3 separate regions of the Mus musculus genome follow, and all the other regions are linked to region 1. The links are chromatin contacts, called in public HiChIP or PLAC-seq maps. All regions are on one chromosome and are shown on one strand. Each heading gives the region's core, a stretch centred on a gene start, on an enhancer-like site or on the middle of the called end of the contact. The rest is flanking DNA. Distances are from core to core; before and after follow the strand shown. Region 1 overlaps Vil1 (villin 1). Region 2 overlaps Tns1 (tensin 1). Region 3 overlaps Rufy4 (RUN and FYVE domain containing 4).

Evidence for each region. HiChIP or PLAC-seq counts read pairs in DNA pulled down with a chosen protein or histone mark.
Region 2: a contact with region 1 is called in a FOXA1 HiChIP or PLAC-seq map of pancreatic cancer cells. The contact joins two enhancer-like sites. A contact is called at or near these places in 2 of 115 datasets of contacts at active chromatin or transcription factors (microglia and pancreatic cancer cells) and 2 of 9 other capture datasets (adipose tissue and liver).
Region 3: a contact with region 1 is called in a FOXA1 HiChIP or PLAC-seq map of pancreatic cancer cells. The contact joins two enhancer-like sites. A contact is called at or near these places in 1 of 39 promoter capture datasets (embryonic stem cells), 2 of 115 datasets of contacts at active chromatin or transcription factors (double positive thymocytes and pancreatic cancer cells) and 2 of 9 other capture datasets (adipose tissue and liver).

The regions. Positions count from the first base shown.
Region 1 is chr1:74,432,840-74,436,663 of GRCm38.p6, reverse strand. It overlaps Vil1 (villin 1), which reads right to left. Exons shown (of 20, transcript NM_009509.2): 20 at 1,104-1,786. The coding sequence ends at 1,673. It overlaps Usp37 (ubiquitin specific peptidase 37), which reads left to right. Exons shown (of 24, transcript NM_001310662.1): 24 at 1-1,154. Among named protein-coding and RNA genes, the nearest start is that of Vil1, 25 kb to the right of the region's middle. Within about 2 kb of position 1,968, at least 76 of the 459 cell types and tissues checked have an H3K27ac peak or open chromatin away from gene starts, as enhancers often do. A contact at or near this core is called in adipose tissue and pancreatic cancer cells, where this site is marked.
Region 2 is chr1:74,081,111-74,084,934 of GRCm38.p6, reverse strand. All of the region lies in intron 1 of Tns1 (tensin 1), which reads left to right. Among named protein-coding and RNA genes, the nearest start is that of Gm31637, 13 kb to the left of the region's middle. Within about 2 kb of position 1,919, at least 98 of the 459 cell types and tissues checked have an H3K27ac peak or open chromatin away from gene starts, as enhancers often do. A contact at or near this core is called in adipose tissue and pancreatic cancer cells, where this site is marked.
Region 3 is chr1:74,147,723-74,151,546 of GRCm38.p6, reverse strand. It overlaps Rufy4 (RUN and FYVE domain containing 4), which reads right to left. Exons shown (of 12, transcript NM_001170641.1): 12 at 3,317-3,824. The coding sequence ends at 3,801. Among named protein-coding and RNA genes, the nearest start is that of Cxcr2, 4.4 kb to the left of the region's middle. Within about 2 kb of position 2,191, at least 36 of the 459 cell types and tissues checked have an H3K27ac peak or open chromatin away from gene starts, as enhancers often do. A contact at or near this core is called in pancreatic cancer cells, where this site is marked.

The DNA of each region.
Region 1 (3,824 bases), core at 719-3,218:
CATTTTAAGGTGTAGTGCTTACAAATCGGTTAACTCTGAGTGCAAATATTGGACTTCACTTTTTTTTATCTTCTAGACGAAGTATAAAACTTAGGGGAAAGCTCTAATAGTTCAAACCTCAGCATAGTGACTGAGTTTTTCCCTCCATCCCTCAGTTGCTGTGGTGTGGTGTAGACCCATATGCAGATCTCATAACTAGATCGAAGTTCATGTGGACCTTGTACATACACCGACACTTTCAGAAACTTCAGCCCAGCACATAAAAGTTGCATAAAACTGTCCACTCTTCTGCCTGCTTTATAGTAACATCCCCCTGCAAATACAGCTTTCTGCCCTCTAACACCCTTGTAGTGCATTACTTAAAACTCTGTCTATATTGTCTTACCATCTGGAGAACTATTTTATTGAAAAACTCTATAGTTTGTTGGCCGTTTTATAACAGGGGTACTCTGTATGTCGCCACAGTAGACTCCTTGGTGGCTTGCTTTAGTTACTAGATCTGAGCAGTCTCATTTATACACAATTAGGAAACTGTACTTTCCATGAGTGCCGCGTGTCTAAGGTCTGGAGGTTTTAATTATAGGTGTTCCCATATGAATAAACATTTTAATGACAGTAGACTTAAAACTTAGAGATAGGAGATAGTCCTCAGGCCTGAGAGAAAGCTGGATGACAGTCAAGATCCAGGTGTATCAAGCCAGACCAAGAACAAAGGGCAGTTGTCTGAACTAGTCAGTCAGAATAGGAGAGGGCAAGAGGGAGGCCATTGTAGCGTGTGCACCTGTGCCCTTGCTGCCTTCCTCTTCACACTTCCTCCTCGCCCTCCCTGGCCTCTTGGTAGAGGTTCTTCATGCCTGGGGGAGGGAACAAGTGAGGTTCCTGCACTTTGCTGATTGAGCCACTCCCAGGTTTGCTGGCAGCTTTGGCCACGTTATTTGTGAGGTGGCTTTTTTTCCTTTGTGTTCAGAGTGACTTGGGTTCTGATTATTGACGTTTGTGTGGAACGGCGCTTTATCTGTGTTTTAGCAGAACTGTTCCTCTTTTCCTTTAAGGGTTTTCCCTGGTTTTGTTTTCTTTTTAAATTATACAGATTTGGTTTTTTTGTTTTGTTTTGTTTTAATGTGTGAGAGACATTAAAGCCTTTATTAACCTCATATTAGTTTGATTTATTTGTTTAAAGGGACATGTTCCTGGGGACACTGGATAACCAGTTTTAAGAGAAAATCACCTATTGGCTTCTGATTGGACTTCACGTAGCAAACCCATGTTCCTGGTGTTGTCATTTGAGGAGTCTGTGGAGCTTTGCAAAGGCTCTGGGTTAGAGCTGTAAGCCCAGCTTTGGCCTTAGCCCTCCCTTTTGAGTGTGAGGAGGGTAAGATCAGGATAAGATCCTGAGTGAGTGACGGTGCCAGAGAAACCCCCAGACGCTAATGTCTCCTGGAGTACTTAGCTGTCCATCTAAGAAAAGAAAACTCTACAAGATTTCCATGGGTCTGTGGCATGCGTCTGAAGGAATGGGCAAATTACTATTATAAACAAAAGGAATTGTCACACTGTGGCTCACAGGTACAATTGGACATTTTCATCTGCCACAGGACTAAAACCAGTAATGGCGGCACAAAGCCCTTGAAGGCAGGGTAGGGGCTGCTGGACAGCCAGAGAGCTTCAATTCTCAAAACAGTCCTTTTTCTTTCTTGATGTTTTGTTGCTTCCATCGAGGCAGGGCAGAGAAGGCAGCTGGAGTCATGCCCAAGGCCCTAGTGAAGTCTTCGGTGGACAGGTGCTCCTAGAAGAGACCAGAGGGCAAAGGTCACAGTCTTCCCCTGGGTTTGCTCAAGATGAATCATACAGATGTGGCATATGATCAAACAGAAGAGGAACAAAAGCCAACATTGTCATGAGCCAGGGAAGGGGAGGAGGAGGAAGTGTGACATGAATAAATGTCCGTGTAGTCAGTCAGGCCACGTTAGGCTTGAAGTCAAATCTCAGATCTTGGCTTGTTTAAGGAACTTCTGTTATTTCCAGGCTCCTACTCTTAGGAAGTAGGAGTTTAGGTTTTCCCGGGACCCAGGCTGGAACTTGAACTCTTGAACCTCTTGTTACTACCTCCCACTTGCTAACATCACAGGCATGTTCCTCCAGGCAGTTTTTATGCTGCACAGTTCAAACTCAAGCTATATTCTTAGCCCAAAATGGGAACTGTTTCTAAAACAGGCTATCTTTGTGTAGCCTTGGCTTGCCCAGAATTCATTTCGTAGACCAGGCTAGCCTTGAACTCTTAGAGATGAATTTGCATCTGCCTTCTGAGTACTTGAGATTAAAGGTGTACACTACCACACAGCTCAGGGATGTTTCTTTTTGTTGATTTTTGTTTGTTGGGGGGTTTTATTTTTTGGTTTTTCTGGCCTCCAGGAGTACTTCATGGGCATGGTACACATATTCAAGCAAAATACCCATAAATAATAAGATTTCAAAGGCTGGAGAAAATGGCTTGGTGGCGCACTCCTGTAACTCAGAACTTGGAAGATACAGGTAGGAGAGCTCAGTGCACCAGCACCTGCCTGCCTACTATGTGCAAAGCCCAGTTTAAATCAGGCTGTTCTGAAGTGGAGTTGCCCCAGGGGACATTTCTCTGCTCCTAGAGCGGCTACATTGTGCAGCTTCTTTTTTTGTTGTTTTTTTGGTTTGGTTTGGTTTTGGTTTTTTGTTTTGTTTTTCGAGACAGGGTTTCTCTGTGTAGCCCTGGCTGTCCTGGAACTCACTCTGTAGACCAGGCTGGCCTCGAACTCAGAAATCCCGCCTGCCTCTGCCTTCCAAGTGCTGAGATTAAAGGCGTGCGGCACCACTGCCCGGCTATTGAGCAGCTTCTTAAGCTACACTGTTAGATGGGTTTCAAGCTCAGGTGGGTATGACATTTCAGTTCCCTACCCTGTCATTAGACTTGCCTCCCAGGCATGGGCCTTTTCTCCTCAAGTCTCCTGGGAGGGCAGTTTGGAAATGCCGTAAATAAGGATATCAGTGGGTTGGAACTGGGTACCACGTCTGTTACTGGAACCCTATATTTGTCACAATTATAGCTCCAATGACAGACTAAGCTCTGTACATGGATCCATGGTACCCATACCTGTCGTCACCCCCACTGCCATCCCCTGGGCCCAGTAAGGCTGACCTCTCAACTGTGTCCAGACTGCTGGACTCTGACCCCAGCTAGAAGGCAGAGACTACCCATCCCAGTGAGCTTGTATCTTTCACGGCCCTGCTCTTGGGCTCTGCAGGCCTGCCAGCTGATTACCAGCCCTGCCCATGCTCATATCTACCTCCCAGAGGCTGATTCATCAGCACTGCCATACCCTCCTGCTGCCGCCGCCGCCATCAAGAGCCGTCATTCCACTCTTGTTAATAATAGCTCACCTTTAGAGTTTGAGGGAGCCAAAAATGTCTGAAATCTTCCTCTCCCCATTTGGCACTAAACTCAAGCTTTCTCACATTATGCTTATAATATATCCATGATTTAAAATAATAATAAATAAGTCAGGCTGGAGAAATGGCTCAGTGGTTAAGAGCACTGACTGCTCTTCCAGAGGTCCTGAGTTCAATTCCCTGCAACCACATGGTGGCTCACAACCCTCTGAATCTGATGCCCTCATATTCATATAAAATAAATTTTAAAAAAAAGTCAAGGACTGGGAGGATGGCTCAGAGGTTAAGAGCAGTTGCTGCTCTTAGAAAGGACGCAAGCAGTTCCCAGCATCTACATGATGATGGCTCACACCATCTGTCACTCATTACAGGGGATTTGGTGCCTTTTTCTGGCCTCTGTAGAC
Region 2 (3,824 bases), core at 670-3,169, 350 kb after region 1:
AGGGAGGCAACTCTGTGTTGTCCGTGAAGGTGAGGTTTGGAGGAAGAAGCCTGAGAGCAGGCACTAAGACTCCCCGACTAAGGGCTAGGGGACCTTGGTGGCCGGGTCACAGGGAGAGGGTAAAGCCTATCTCAGCTTTTGGCCATCCCATCTCCCAGGCTGCCCAGCTCTCTGGCTAGAAGACTTCTGTCTTTTCTGGCCACCCAGAGCTGTTTAGCCTCAGAGGAGGGCAGAACTGGGGGTTTTCTCACAGTGGGTGGACCTCTTTAGCACACAGCCCTTTGCCTCTCTGCCCCTCGAGGAAGGGAGTTGTCTGCAAGCAGTTCCTCCCAACCAGGACCAAGGCCTGGCTAGAGCCCCTGATGGTCCAGCCAGTTGTGCCACACCCTCTGGCTGGCTGAATGGAGAGAGGGAAGGGCTGAGATGGGCCAAGGCCTTAGGCTTTGAAAGCCCTCTGCTGCTGGGGCTTGAGGGCTGGGGAGCAGGGCTTCCAGCTGGATCCCTTCCCTGCTCCCTTGCTCTGACTCTGGCTTGCAGGGAGGTGGGACAGTGCTGGAGCCACCAGGACACCCCTCCCTTCATTGTGGCCATGTCTCCTGCCTCTGGGCTTGCCTGTTAATCCAGGGAGGGCAGGGCCTGGCTGTGCCCCATGTGGCTGTCTGCCGCCTGTCAGGAAGACAGCAATCGTTGTCCTAACAAGCCACCGTCCTTGGATGGCACTGCATGTTTTATGGGCTTGTGGGCTTTATGGGGCTCACTCTCATCCTCTGCCTGGACCTGGGGAGCAGTCCCAGATGGGCGAGCGGGGCAGGGTGAGCCAGACTTAAACACCAATCTGCTCTTGTAGCAAGCTCTGACTCTGGTCTGTAGGGTTGAGACGTCCTTGGGTATCAGAGGGAGGAGGCTAACCCACCCTAAACCATCTCCACCAACATCCTGTGACATTAGAATCCACGTGTTGAGCCTTTCTATAGCATCCCTGGATACCCTACTTCCTAGTGTGGGAAGCTGAGGCCTGCTTCTCATTGGGGATGATGGAGCTGACTTTTCCTCACACAGATTTTTATAGTCTGTCCTTAGGGGGCTAACGTGTCCTCATATTCTCTGCTCCCCACAGCTGTCAGCACACCCCCTCCCTCCGCAGCTCGAAGCTTCGCCTTGTACTGAGGTCCAGAGAAGGTTGTCAATGCACTCGGCTACACAGCCCCAGTGTATTCCAGGCCTGTTCTTCCATCAGAGCTAGATGAGGGGAAAGTCACCCAGAACTGCTTAGAGGAGGTCAGAGTCCTGGAACCACCCATTAGCCCTCCGGGTCCACTGTGGGCAAGTTTATAGACTCAGGTTTTCCAGGACAGATGGGACAGTGGTATCACAGTCCCAGGCATGAGTCTGGATAGTCTCTTAACAGCCTGGAAGGCGTCACTTGCCCCCTCCTACCCACTAGGCTGTAAGGACTCCAGAGCTCTGGGAAAAGGGACTTTTCCTTAGGCTTTGGGAAAAGGGCTGGACTTGGGGGTATAGGGAGGGGAGTTTTGGAAGGTTATCTAGAATGTCAAATTCTGTTTCTTTAAGTGGGGAGGAAGAAAGAGGCCTGGGACTTCCTGCCTGCCTCCCTCACATCACTCTCCAACTGGACTGCAAGTTCCCTCTCTGTTCCACCTCCCACCCCACACCATGGCTGGGGCCCCTCCCCAGTATGTCTGACAAAATTGACCAGGAAATCTGACAACCAAACTCTGAGATGAGAAAGTGGGAGGAGAGACAGCAGACTGGAAGGGGATGGAGGCCCCTACCCTCACTGAACCCAGGCAGTAGACTGGAATGGTAGACTCCTGGCTGGAGCTGGGGGGTATTTAGGACCGGCTCGGGGAGTGCTGCTGCTCAGTATGACCACCAGGAGGCGCTGCTGACGCCTTCAACCTCTTCTTGCTTTGCTTTTACCTCTGCCCTGGACTTGTCTGTTTGCTCTTGCCTTTCACCTAGTCTGCCTGGCTATCTTTGATTTCAAAACAATCTTAAGCTTCAGAATGGTTGCAAACTCACTCGGCACAAAGATCTTTCCCTCCTGAACTTTGGGGGAGCGAGTTGCTGCCCCCCACTCGACTTTGAATACCTCCTTGACCTCACGAGGACTCCGTTTCAGGGGACACAGAGGCCAACATCAGAGGTTGATGGCATGAAGATGCCACTGCCTTCTAATTCTCAGACACTGTGGTGTCTCACTGGGTGTCCCTGAGACGTCCTTAAGGCCACCACAAACATCTAGTTCAGAATCAGCCACTGCTTTTAGCTGCCGTGTCTGGAGTCGCCTCCTGTCTGGGAATCTCTGTCTTCCCGTGACTTTCGTAACCTTGTCACTTGTGAAGGCTCCGGGCCATTTCATTTGTAGACTGTGCCTCAGCTTGTGTCAGCCTGATGTTTCCTCTTGATTGGATTCAGGTTGTGGCTTTTGGCAGGACTGTCAGAGAGTGATACTCTACACTTGGTCAGCCATCCCACGGGTACCACTTCCATTCATCTCGTCCCGGGTGACAGTAACTTACTTTGATCACTTGATTGGCATCTGTCCGGGAAACCTATCTCCCACTTTATTTCTGAGGCAGCTTCAGGTCTGTCTCCGGCTGACCTTGAACTCAGGCTGTTGGGATTACAGCTGTGCCTCCAAACCCCGTTTCATCCTTTGTAACTTATTTGTACAATGTGGGGAGGAGCTTGGAGACTCTATTCTGTTTTTAATCTTCCACCACCTTTTGATTTCTTCGTTTATTATTTGCCTCACAATGAGCTCTTTGAAGCCACGGCTATCATTGTGTCCCGAGCCTCAGCTCTTCCCTGATGTGGCCTTTGGGAGCTCCTGGGTCCTTCTGTCTGTCCCTCTTTGTTTCCTGGTTCCCTCTTAGCTGTGTGCCTCTATTCATGCTTGCTCTCTGTGTACTCATGGCTTGTGCCTTTCTTTTTCTCTTCCCTTATCTTCTCTGTGGCTTGTCTCATTCTCAGACAGCTTCCTCCTCCTCCCTCTGTCTATTTCTTCCTGTCTCTTTGGCTTGCTGCCTCTGATCCAGTCTCTTATTGCCTGCATTTCTCTGTGTTTTGGTAGCACCCAGAACCTCCTCCGTGTTGTCAGATAGGAGCCTGTGTTTGCTTAGTGTGTGGGCCACTCTTCCTCCTCCAAGCCAAGTTGTCTCCTCTGGCCCTGGCTCAGAGCTGGGAGGCTCAGGGACAAGGTGTGTGATGAGATCCCTCTGCACACTGCAGTGTCCACGACCTGGCCTGGGTGTGTGCCCAGAAAGGGCTCCAGCTGAGCCTGTTCCCTGGAGAGTTCCTGTAGAGGAGGGACCTATGTCAGGCAGGGCATGCTTCCTCGAGGAGTCCCCAGGGTGGGAGACTCTGTAGTCTACGTGTGGAATGAGCTGTACAGCGGGTCGTGCCTGTGCAGGGCTTTATGTTCTAGATCAGTGGTTCTCAACCTTCCTAATGCTGCAGCTCTTTAATACAGTTCCTCATGTCTTGGTGACCCCCAACCATAATTTTTTTTTTGCTACTCCATAACTGTAATTTGGTACTGTTATGGATCATAACGTAAGCATTTGTATTTTCTGATGGTCTTAAGTGATGACTGTGTAAAGGTCGTTTGACCCCTCAAAGGGGTCTCGACTCCCAGGTTGAGAACCATTGGCTAGAGTGAGCTCTCTTGTGTGGTTACAAAGGACTGACTGTCAGAGCTTGGTGAGTGTGTGTTTGTAGTGCTGTCTGGACGGGAAGTGTGTGTGTGTGTGTGTGTGTGTGTGTGTGTGTGTGTGTGTGAGAGAGAGAGAGAGAGAGAG
Region 3 (3,824 bases), core at 942-3,441, 290 kb after region 1:
CTGTGAAAGAGTCATTTGACTCCCAAAGGACTTGTGACCCACACGTTGAGAACCTTTGCTTGAGCGTCAAGCCACATCCACTCCTGCCACCTGTGTTGTCCCTCCTGACAGTCCTTTCCTCTCTCCTCCTCCACCCCAGCTGGATACTTGCATTCCCTTCTCTCCCCCACCCCCACTCTTCCTCTCCTCTCCTCTTGCTTATCTTCTCTATACCACCTTCCCAGACAGTGTTAGGCAACACTTCATCCTCTCTCTCCTAAACAGTAGTTATGCAATGCTCGTGGGTTCCTGAGCAGGGTTGGCTCAGTTAGAATTCACTTTTGGGTTATAAACCTACAGCAAGCAATCTGTTCTCACTGGGTCTTAGGTTCACCGTTCATATAATGGGCAAAGAGTGAACAGCTACTGCCCATAGTTGTTACAGGGACAAACAAGTCTCTGTGAAGCATTTAGAATGATCCTCCTCCTCCTCCTCCTCCTCTTCATCCTCTGCCTCTCCCTCCTCTTGCGCCTCCCACAATTGCAGCCTCAAGTCTTTCCCTTCAACCTATCATATATTCTGCAGAGAGGAAGATCTTCCTAAAATATAAATATGCTTACTCCATATTCCCCTTTAAGACCTTTAAGGACCCTCAACAGCCTCAGGTGAAGTCAGTCCTGATGTGGTCACATGGTATTCTTGTAGTTGACCTCTTTTACTTCTGGCCATACCTTGAACTGTTCAACCTCTGAGAACCCTGTGCGGATCCCTAGAGGTTTTTCCAGTCAGGGGCGGGGCTCGAGTGTACTCCCTTTTCTTGGGATACTCTTTCTGCCCTCTGGTTGGATTCTTCTTTTTGCTTCCATGTTCAGTCCAGGTTTTGTAATCAGTCATCTGGCTGTTTGTCCCTTTGCATCTTGAAGCAGGGATTTCAGCTGTGAGTCCGTCTGTCTTCCCAAATGAACCCCAGTGTGATGAGTGTCATGAGCAATTCATGCTTCTTTGGCGAACACTGCTAAACTGGTAACATTTGTGTGTGTGTGTGTGTGTGTGTGTTGGGGGGGGGGGCGTTGATGGACTTGAGAGCATCCCACAGCTTGAAGAACAATGTGATGTGATACAAACCTCTCAGAGCCTCTCCAGCCTGGCAGTACAAATGAAGTTGTGACAATGCTGACCTCATTGGCTCAGACCCTGCATGCTCAAGCAGGGCTCCAGCCTCTTCAGAGTGCTACTGGGGACACTCACTGGAGGTGTCTCCCATGTGCCCCTGTAGAAGCTGTTGTGATTCCGTATGGTCCTTAAAGCCACTGCTGGAAGCCTGCTATCCTTGCAGGGACAGGCTCTGGGGTGGTCGATGGTGACTACTGTGGAACTCCCCTTTAAAGGGTTCCCAAAGTCTAGGAAGACTTTCTAGTTTCTCTTCAGCTGGTTTGTTGAACAGATTGGTAGAGGCTACTCAGAAACAGAGCTGGCCTAAAGGCTGGAACTCAGCATGATTCTTCGTTTGTCCAAACAAGGGAGCTCTAGCAAGCTCCCCATTCCTTGCCTCCAAATCCTTCCTGTGAGAGTTCTTTTCCTGATCATCCCTCTTTCTCTTAGAAAAATGGCTTCTATTATTACTCTCACTTCCTTCTGTTTACAAAGAAGGCCAGAATCCATGCTGGGATTCCTGCTAATAGGTTACAAACTCCACTCTGGTAAAATTACATGGGTTAAGCCAATCCCCAGGAAGGAATACTCTCTTTGAGGATGATTCTGGACCCCAGTTGTTTGAGGGGGGGGAGCTCCTTTGTCCATCACCTTGTGATTGCATTTGCTGAGGGCAACTTCTTACCAGTGCTCCAGGGCAGAAGCTCCTGTTTTCTAAACTCTTACTCCATGCAAGCAATAGGATGCAATGCTAGGTGGCCAAGACCCTTAAAGGCTGTCTCCAGACTCTGCTTGGCGGCATGACATTGCCCAAGCATTGTAGAGGCTCCAGCAGTGTGGATGGGGACAGTGTGGATTCCTGTCTGTCTAGGGTTTATAATGTTCTCTAGAGGCTGGGTAGGGCAGCTAATTGCCTTGTTATAGAGTGAGCCTATGTGTCTTCTAGAACAGGTTTCTCAGAAGCACTGCAGTTAGTAAATGAACACCACAGTTTGCACAAGCCTTCTCAGAGACTGCAGGGGAAATGATCTTACTCAAGAACAACTCATCTCCTGTCTTTATCAGAATCTGACTAATCGAGCTCCAATGCTGAGTCACCGGGACTGAGTTCCAGGTACTCACAGTGTACCTAAGCCATCATAACAACGGAAAGGAAAGGGCGGAGAGCACTATGCCCCATGCCTCTTCTGCACAGCACAGCCAGCTGTCCGGAAGAGTAGCTGGAACTCTCATATGTTGACATATGGGACATATGGGACAGTAGAACACAGACCTCTTGGGAACATAGAGTTGGCCCCTTGTATACATGGGGTATGCTTTCATGATTTCTTTCTTTCTTAATTATATATTTTCTTTATTTACATTTCAAATCTTATCCCCTTTCCTAATTTCTCCTCCCAAAATCCCCTATCCCCTCCCCCCTCCCCCTGCTCCTCAACCCATCCACTCCTGCTTCCTGGCCCTGGCATTTCCCTATACTGGGGCACAGAACCTTCACAGGACCAAGGGCCTCTTCTCCCATTGATGATTGACTAGGCCATCCTCTGCTACATATGCACCTGGAGCCACGAGTCCCTCCATGTGTGCATTCATGATTTCTGCATTCACAGATTCAAACGGTTGAATGCAGGTTGAAAATATATTTGAAAAATTATATCTACACTGGACATGTTCAGACTTTTTCTGGTAATCGTTCCCTCAAACAACACAGCAGAAAGAACAGTGTTTACATAGCATTTATAACATATCCAGAATTTTCAGTAATCTGGAATTGGTTTAAGCATGTGTGAAACCATGCATTGGTTATATATCTAAGAGCCTTGAGTGTCCGGGAGTTTGGTACCTGCATGGATTCTTACAGCCAGTTCCTTACAGATGGTATGATGGAAGGAAAGAGTTGGCTCCAACAAGTTATCCTCTGGCCTCTGCATGAATCATGAATGTTGAGTGCATGCATGTCTTACACACATGCACACGAACACGCACATGTACACAGAGTAGGAAAGAACCAGAGGTGTATGTAATATCTAGACAAATCTCTAGGAAGTGCCTGTGCTCGAAGGTGATATGAGGCAGGGTCAGTGGTTACCTCAGCATGGAGGTAGCAGCTGGAGGACGGTGCAGAAGCCTTGGATCTGATGCCTGTGTCTAGAGATGGCGTGACAGATGTGTGTTAGAGTGAAAACCCATCACACTTACACAATGTTTATTCTATGTCAACAACGACTCAGTAAATCTGCGAAACACAAGATAAGGCAATGATCTCTGAAGGAGATCGGAGGGGAGGTTCCTGAAGAGCCCAATGTATTTGGACTTCGCTTCTTATGGGTGATGGGGGAGGGGGAGGGTGGCTAGGAAACATCTGGGCCCTGGGCTGCTCTTATTCATGGTCACGACTCACTGTGCTTCAAGGGACTTTACAGAGAGGTTATGGCATGTCTTCCTCATCAGACACAATGCTTCTAGAGCTTTGGCATGTTCCCCTCAGTCCCTTCCACAGGAACGCAGAGCTAGGCCTATCTGTGGACTGCCAGCTGTTCCCTCTGGCCCTCCACAGCGGTGCTGGGGCCCCAGCTTGCAGAAGAAAAGAGTAGTCAGACATCAGGGTTGGGAAGAGAAACAGGGAGAGTGAACTGGTGGGGCGGCTGGTCTTAGTTGCCTTGTGCTGTCAGGTGTCCTGGATTTCTTCCTG